Linked DNA regions of Hordeum vulgare: region 1 is linked to region 2. A link is a contact called in public Hi-C data. All regions are on one chromosome and are shown on one strand. The core of a region is the stretch at or near the end of the contact, and the rest is flanking DNA. Distances in the headings are between cores, read along the strand shown.

Region 1 (3,010 bases), core at 317-2,816, 510 kb before region 2:
AAAATGTCGTCATCAAAGATTTCACGCCCGGTTGGGGGATTCGGCTCGTAGACTGGCCCCTCCATCTGTTCCTCTTGGTTGTATCCATTCGGGCTTGGAGCATATTGTTGTGATGTTGCTCACAAGAGTGAACTTGTTTTGCTTTTCGTTTTGAACCTGTTTTCTGATGTAGCTTTGCGGATTCTAGGATGTTTGTTGTTTCATTTATAAACCGACAAAATTCGTTCATTGTGTTGTCAAATACAGGAATCCAAATATTCAAATAACCTACTTGCCCAATTTATTTCGAACAAGGGCATTTGGTCTAGTGGTATGATTCTCGCTTAGGGTGCGAGAGGTCCCGAGTTCAATTCTCGGAATGCCCCTTTATTTTTCTTTTTTTTTTGCCTCTGCAGAAATCCAGAGTTCCAAACAAGAACACAGACTTTATTAAAGGATCAGATTCAAAATCAATTCAATTCCTCCTCTGCGCGCGATGGATCCAGCCACTCGCCTTGGAATTAAAACTAGCGATTTACTGCGTCTGGTGCGGCGGCAGATACGGCAGGCCGCGGCGAGCCCGCTTCATGAGGTTGTACTCCACCAGCGGCGCCGCGTCCGGCACGATCTCCCTCACGCCGTCCAGCGCGCCGAACCGCCCCGCCCACGCCGCCAGCCGCGGCGTCCTGGCCGGGTCGAGGGTCCGCACGCCGCACATGGCCTCGGACGCGCGCAACCACCCGACGAACCCGCCGAGCACCACGTCCACCAGCCCCACGCCGTCCCCGCCGAAGAAGTCCTTGTCCCCGAGCTCCCCCTCGAACGCCTCCAGCACGGAGACGACCTCCCCCGCCGCCCGCGCCCTCTCCTCGGCCGTCTTCCCGCCGTAGAGCGGGATCCACGTGGGGAGCAGCTTCTGGTCGACGTAGGCGGCCCAGAACCGGGCGGCGGCGCGGCCGTGCGGGTCGTCGGGGAGGAGGCGCGGGAGGCTCTCCGGGAACGCCTCGTCGACGTACTCCACGATGACCAGAGACTCGGCGACGGCGCGGCCGCCGTGGATGAGCACGGGCACCTTCCCGCCGTGGGCCGGGTTGGAGGCGAGGAGGAGCTGGCTCTTGCCCCGCTCGCCGAACAGGTCCTCCTCCACGTACTCGTAGGGGATGCCCTTGAGGTTCAGCGCGAACCGCGCCCGCAGCGCGAACGGGCTCGTCCAGAACCCCAGCAGCGTCAGCCCCTCCTCCCTGCCGCCGCCGCCGCCTCCGGTCGCTTCAGCCGCCGCCGCCGCCATTGCTGCTGTCTCCGCCGGTCGAGTGGTTGGTGGATCTGGTGTGGCGCAGGGCACGAATCGTCTGCCTGCTCAGATATAGCACCTCGTTTCGTCATGCGTGACGGCGAGGGTGTGGCCGTGAGTGTAAAATCGGAATGGTTATCCTATCTCGGATGCCATTTTTGGCGCGACCAAGTGAGCAAACTGGCCATTTCTTGCTATTTTCTTTCGTTGTGACAGCTAAGAATGGAAAGTCAGATATGCACAACTCTCATCAGTCGGTCCGATCTTTCCTCGGTGGCTCTATGAGCATGTAAGAGTGAGGCCAGGCGGATCATATACCACCGATTTTCGTCGACATTCAAAAAATTGTTTAGGGAAACGTTGAAACCGGTGCGCTGGCTGAATGCTCGGGCCGATCGCATGCGACCCACGCGATCCCTGCGTCCGTGTGCTGCTGCCGTCCGCATCGCTGGTGCCTGCCCCATCGACCGCCCGCATCGTCGATGCTCGTCCCATCGACCGCCCGCTCTGTTGGTTCCAGCCTTCGCCTGTTGTCATGGTCGGGTTCGTTCGTATACAAGTGTTGCAACAGTCAAACAATGTTGAAAAAAGCCCAACTGGTTCGTTGCACAACGCATAGGCCTTGCCTTTTAAGGGAAGCTTGCAAACGTACGTGCATTAACTCTGTCGGTGGAGAGGAAACGCCTGCCCTCCCAGGTCGCCCCGCGCGGCGACCGGGCGGATCCCAGATCCGCCGCCCAGCCCCCTCCCCTCCCTCGCCTGTCTCCCCCGCCGCCGCCCCGGGGCTCGGTCGGGTAAGGCCCGACCGGAGCCGGCGGCGGTGGGGCCTTCGCGTTCTCATGGTGGTCGGGGGCGGCGCGGAGCGACCCCTCCGCCCAGGGGACGGCGCCGGCGTCGGGCGTCGCGGCGCGGGGGTGCCTGGGGCTTGGGGGTCCGGTGCTCCGGTCGGGCTTCGGCGGCACAACTGGTGGCTGGGCGTGAGGGGGCTGCTGTGGCGGCGCCAGATCTACGCGGTGGCGGATGACCCCTCTCAGGGATAGGCAAGTGAAGGCCCCCGACCGACCCCTCTCCCTCCCAGGTCAGGGTTCCGGTGCCTGGGGCTTTGGGATCCGGTGCTCCGGTCGGGCTTCGGCGACACAGCTGGTGGCGGGGCGTGAGGGGGCTGCTGCGGCAGCGCCAGATCTGCGCGGCGGCGGCTGCTGGAGGCTGTGCGGATGCGGTGCTGCAGGGGGGCTGAGCCTGGACGCCGGGGCGGCCCCGGAGCTCGGGCGTCGTTCCTGCTGGGCGGCGCGGTGGTGTTGGTTGCGGGCCAAGAGAGAGCATCCAATCGTGCTGCGGCGATAGGGATGCAAGATTTGGCTGCCTGGGTGGCTGATGCGTGGAGGTGCAGCGTAGAGGAGGTCCGAAGGTGGGCTGACGGATTGGCTGTCGACCAGAGGATTTCGAGGGCTGGGTGAAAACCCGTTTCTGGCCATGGTTGGAGCCTGTGAAGGGCGGCGTCCGTGGACGCCGTGACCTTCCTGAAGGCGTCGACGGGACGCTCTCTCTTCCTCTGCGAGGGACAACTCCGGAGGAAACTCCAGACCCAAGGGTCGGTCGTTGGCGGCATTTGACGCCGCTCCCCTCTTGAGGGCATCGATTTTGGAGGTTAATCCGGTCACAGGGACCAAGGGGTGTGTTGGAAGGTTAGGTGATGGAAAGCGTTGTTGTGGCGTCGAGGCTGCTGTGGCAACGATGATG
Region 2 (2,909 bases), core at 181-2,680:
CTGATGGAGCGTGAACGAAGGGAGAGAAAACGTTCTTTTTTACATGGAGCCGAAGAAGAATTTACGTATGTGCACAGTTTTTAAAAAAACTAAGTCGACGAGTTCCTGGTTTCTTGGGTTTTCTCACAATAGGACTGCTTTAATCCCTCATCGAAGGCATATGCGATCACACCTCTCGCACATGCCCCTCGACGGTCATGGATTCTCTAAATCATTAACTTGAGTATGTTTCATGTGGATGCACAGTTCCCAATACTTCTGCATTTCTTTCTCTAAAATTGGCTCCGTTAAATATTAGGATAATTCGAGATAAATCATGAAACACTACACCGATTATTTATTTTAAAAAAGTAGGAGAAACTTTTCGCTAACACACATACGTGAGCCATCATCACGACTCGCAAGAAACGTTGATGGCCAATGTATTTTCGGAGTATTCACTGCGAGATAATTGCATCTACGGTCCTTTTAGTTGCTGGCTAGATCCAACATGGTCCTCATACTCGAAAAATGCTTCAATACAGTCCTTATACACGAAAATACGGTGTGTATACGTAAGGCATATTCATGCCAAAAAAGCATATCGAGCCACGTCAGCATCGGTCCCACATGTCAGGCGGACTGAGTCAAACGTCTGATAACTTTGCCCTTGTCCATAGGTGCGAGTCCCACCTGTCGACGACTGTCCGGACGGCCCCATCCAGGCCGTCCATCTCGCGATTGCACGGCCCACGTGCATGCATGCATTCGCCTGATCCCTAACCGCCCGCAACGATATCCTCTGTATCTTGCTCGCCAAGGGAATATAAATTCACCTCCTTTTTAATCAAGCCATCCCAAGCGGGGACACGGCCGCGATTGCATTCTGTAAATGGCGCGCAGTTTATTTCTATTGTCAATCAACGCACAGACCAGCTGCGCGAGATAACCGCATGGCATTTTGGGGCTCGCGCACAGCTAGCTATCTCCTCTTTTAAAACCTGGAAAGGACAGACGGCCGCGATCTCCTGCGCCGATCCAACCTAGCTACTCCTACGTATAAGAAATGAATTCCAACACGAGATCTAAATACATGGAGAGTTTTGATTCCCACGGCTTTTACTACCACGACAAACGAGATATATTTGGCTTCAATTTGCTGCTGCTACGCCTGCGCTCGCGCGCCCCCGTCTCGCGCGCGTATAAATTGACGCACACACGACTGGCTGTATCATCAGTACTCGACCGACGGTACTAGCATCCCTGGAAAGCTCTTCTTCGGCCGATTCTGTTGCTGATCGTGGCGGCGTTGGTGACCATCATGGTATGCGCTCTACCATTGCTCACCAGCTCGGTCGAAAAGTAGTACTTCATGTAGATTTTCCTTCTCATCATCATCATCTATATGTTGTTTAGCCTAACGTAAGGATCTTGAAAATGGCAGAGGGTTGTGCTGCTGCTTCTTGTGGTATCGGCCGCAGTTCGATCTGCTGCCGCGGCGGCGACGGCGACAGCGGTGTGGAAAGGCGAAGGGACTCGGTACAGCGTCATGGCTTTCCATGCCGCTGGGGACGGCGAGACGGATGATACCAAGGTATAACAACAGGGTACACATTGCCGATCAGACCAGATGAGATCTTTCTGACTTACTCGTCTGCATACTCCGTCTAGGCGTTCGAGGAGACATGGAACTCAGCGTGCAGAGACAGCGGCGGGGCGAACGTGTACATCCCTGCAGGAAGGACCTTCTTGCTGCGCGACGCCACTTTCAGTGGACCCTGCAGGTCGCCCATCACCGTCCAGGTAACAAACACCTACCGTCTACCGACGATCTGACCGTCCTGGGTCATCCATCTTCTTGTCAAATCTCTAGTACATTACATATAATAGCCGACAATGTAACTGAGGTTGGAGCGTTTCTGCAGGTGGACGGGGACATCGTGGCGCCAAAAACTCTCTGGCAGCTAAAATCGTCAAACATACTGACCTTCCACGAGGTCGACAACCTGACGGTGGACGGGAGCGGCCAGATCGACGGCCGAGGCGCCCCCTGGTGGGATTGCCACAACCATAAGGTAACAACAACAGACACAAACATAGCCGTTGCTTCTTCAATCCATCTTCATATCTTGCCCACAATCTGATCAGCTGCCCCTCTCAACTCTGACAGAAATGCAGTGCCCGGCCAATGGTAAGCACACACGCAACACGTCTTCCAGTTGTCGATCCAAAAATACCCTTTTCAGTTTCAATCCGGAACTACTAGTCCGGTATAGAAAGACAAAGATCGATCTGTATGTATGTTGAAACTCATTCAGACCTGCACACACATGTAAACCAGCTGGTGGCATTCTCGTTCTGCAACGGTCTACGGGTGACCAACATACGCCTCAAGGACAGCGCCGAGAAGCACATCAGCATGTACAAGTGCAGCCACGCGCAGGTGAACAACGTCTCCATCACCGCCCCTGGCGACAGCCCCAACACTGACGGGATCACCATGGGGGGCTGCAGCCATGTGCACATCTCCTCCTGCTCCATCCAGTCCGGTACAGCCCCGCCCTCCTTGAGTAGCCCTTGATAAAACCCATTACTTCCATGTGTGTTGCAGTATGACCACACGTGTGTTTGCAACACTCTTGATATGTATGCTTGCAACACTGCTGCTGACATAGATACATTCGACAAGTGCAGGCGATGACTGTGTGTCGATTCTGACGGGCACGACCGATGTCAACGTTACCGACATCACGTGTGGGCCTGGTCATGGCATTAGGTAATACAAATGTACATCCTTTCTCATGCAGGCCTGTACTGACCAAGTGCATAAGGATTGATGAACTTCTCTAGTGAGTGGCATACATTAAGCTAAGCAGCTTTTTTCATCTTGTTATGTAGTGTGGGAAGCCTTGGAGCTGATGGTGAAGGCC

What was found. Hi-C and Micro-C count contacts between places; a contact is called where the count stands out from the background.
Region 1: a Hi-C map of seedling shows a contact between it and region 2, with 4 times the contacts expected there. The contact joins the promoter of LOC123439567 here to the promoter of LOC123439563 in region 2. A contact is called at or near these places in 2 of 6 Hi-C or Micro-C datasets (leaf and seedling).

Annotation. Positions count from the first base shown.
Region 1 is chr3H:80,175,958-80,178,967 of MorexV3_pseudomolecules_assembly, reverse strand. It overlaps LOC123439567 (probable glutathione S-transferase GSTU6), which reads right to left and starts at 1,566. Exons shown (of 1, transcript XM_045116263.1): 1 at 406-1,566. The coding sequence starts at 1,267. The coding sequence ends at 515. It overlaps TRNAP-AGG (a tRNA gene), which reads left to right and starts at 294; the gene lies at 294-365.
Region 2 is chr3H:79,661,806-79,664,714 of MorexV3_pseudomolecules_assembly, reverse strand. LOC123439563 (polygalacturonase ADPG2-like) reads left to right here and starts at 1,430. Exons shown (of 8, transcript XM_045116259.1): 1 at 1,430-1,573; 2 at 1,651-1,782; 3 at 1,905-2,054; 4 at 2,321-2,528; 5 at 2,674-2,755; 6 at 2,878-2,909. The coding sequence starts at 1,529.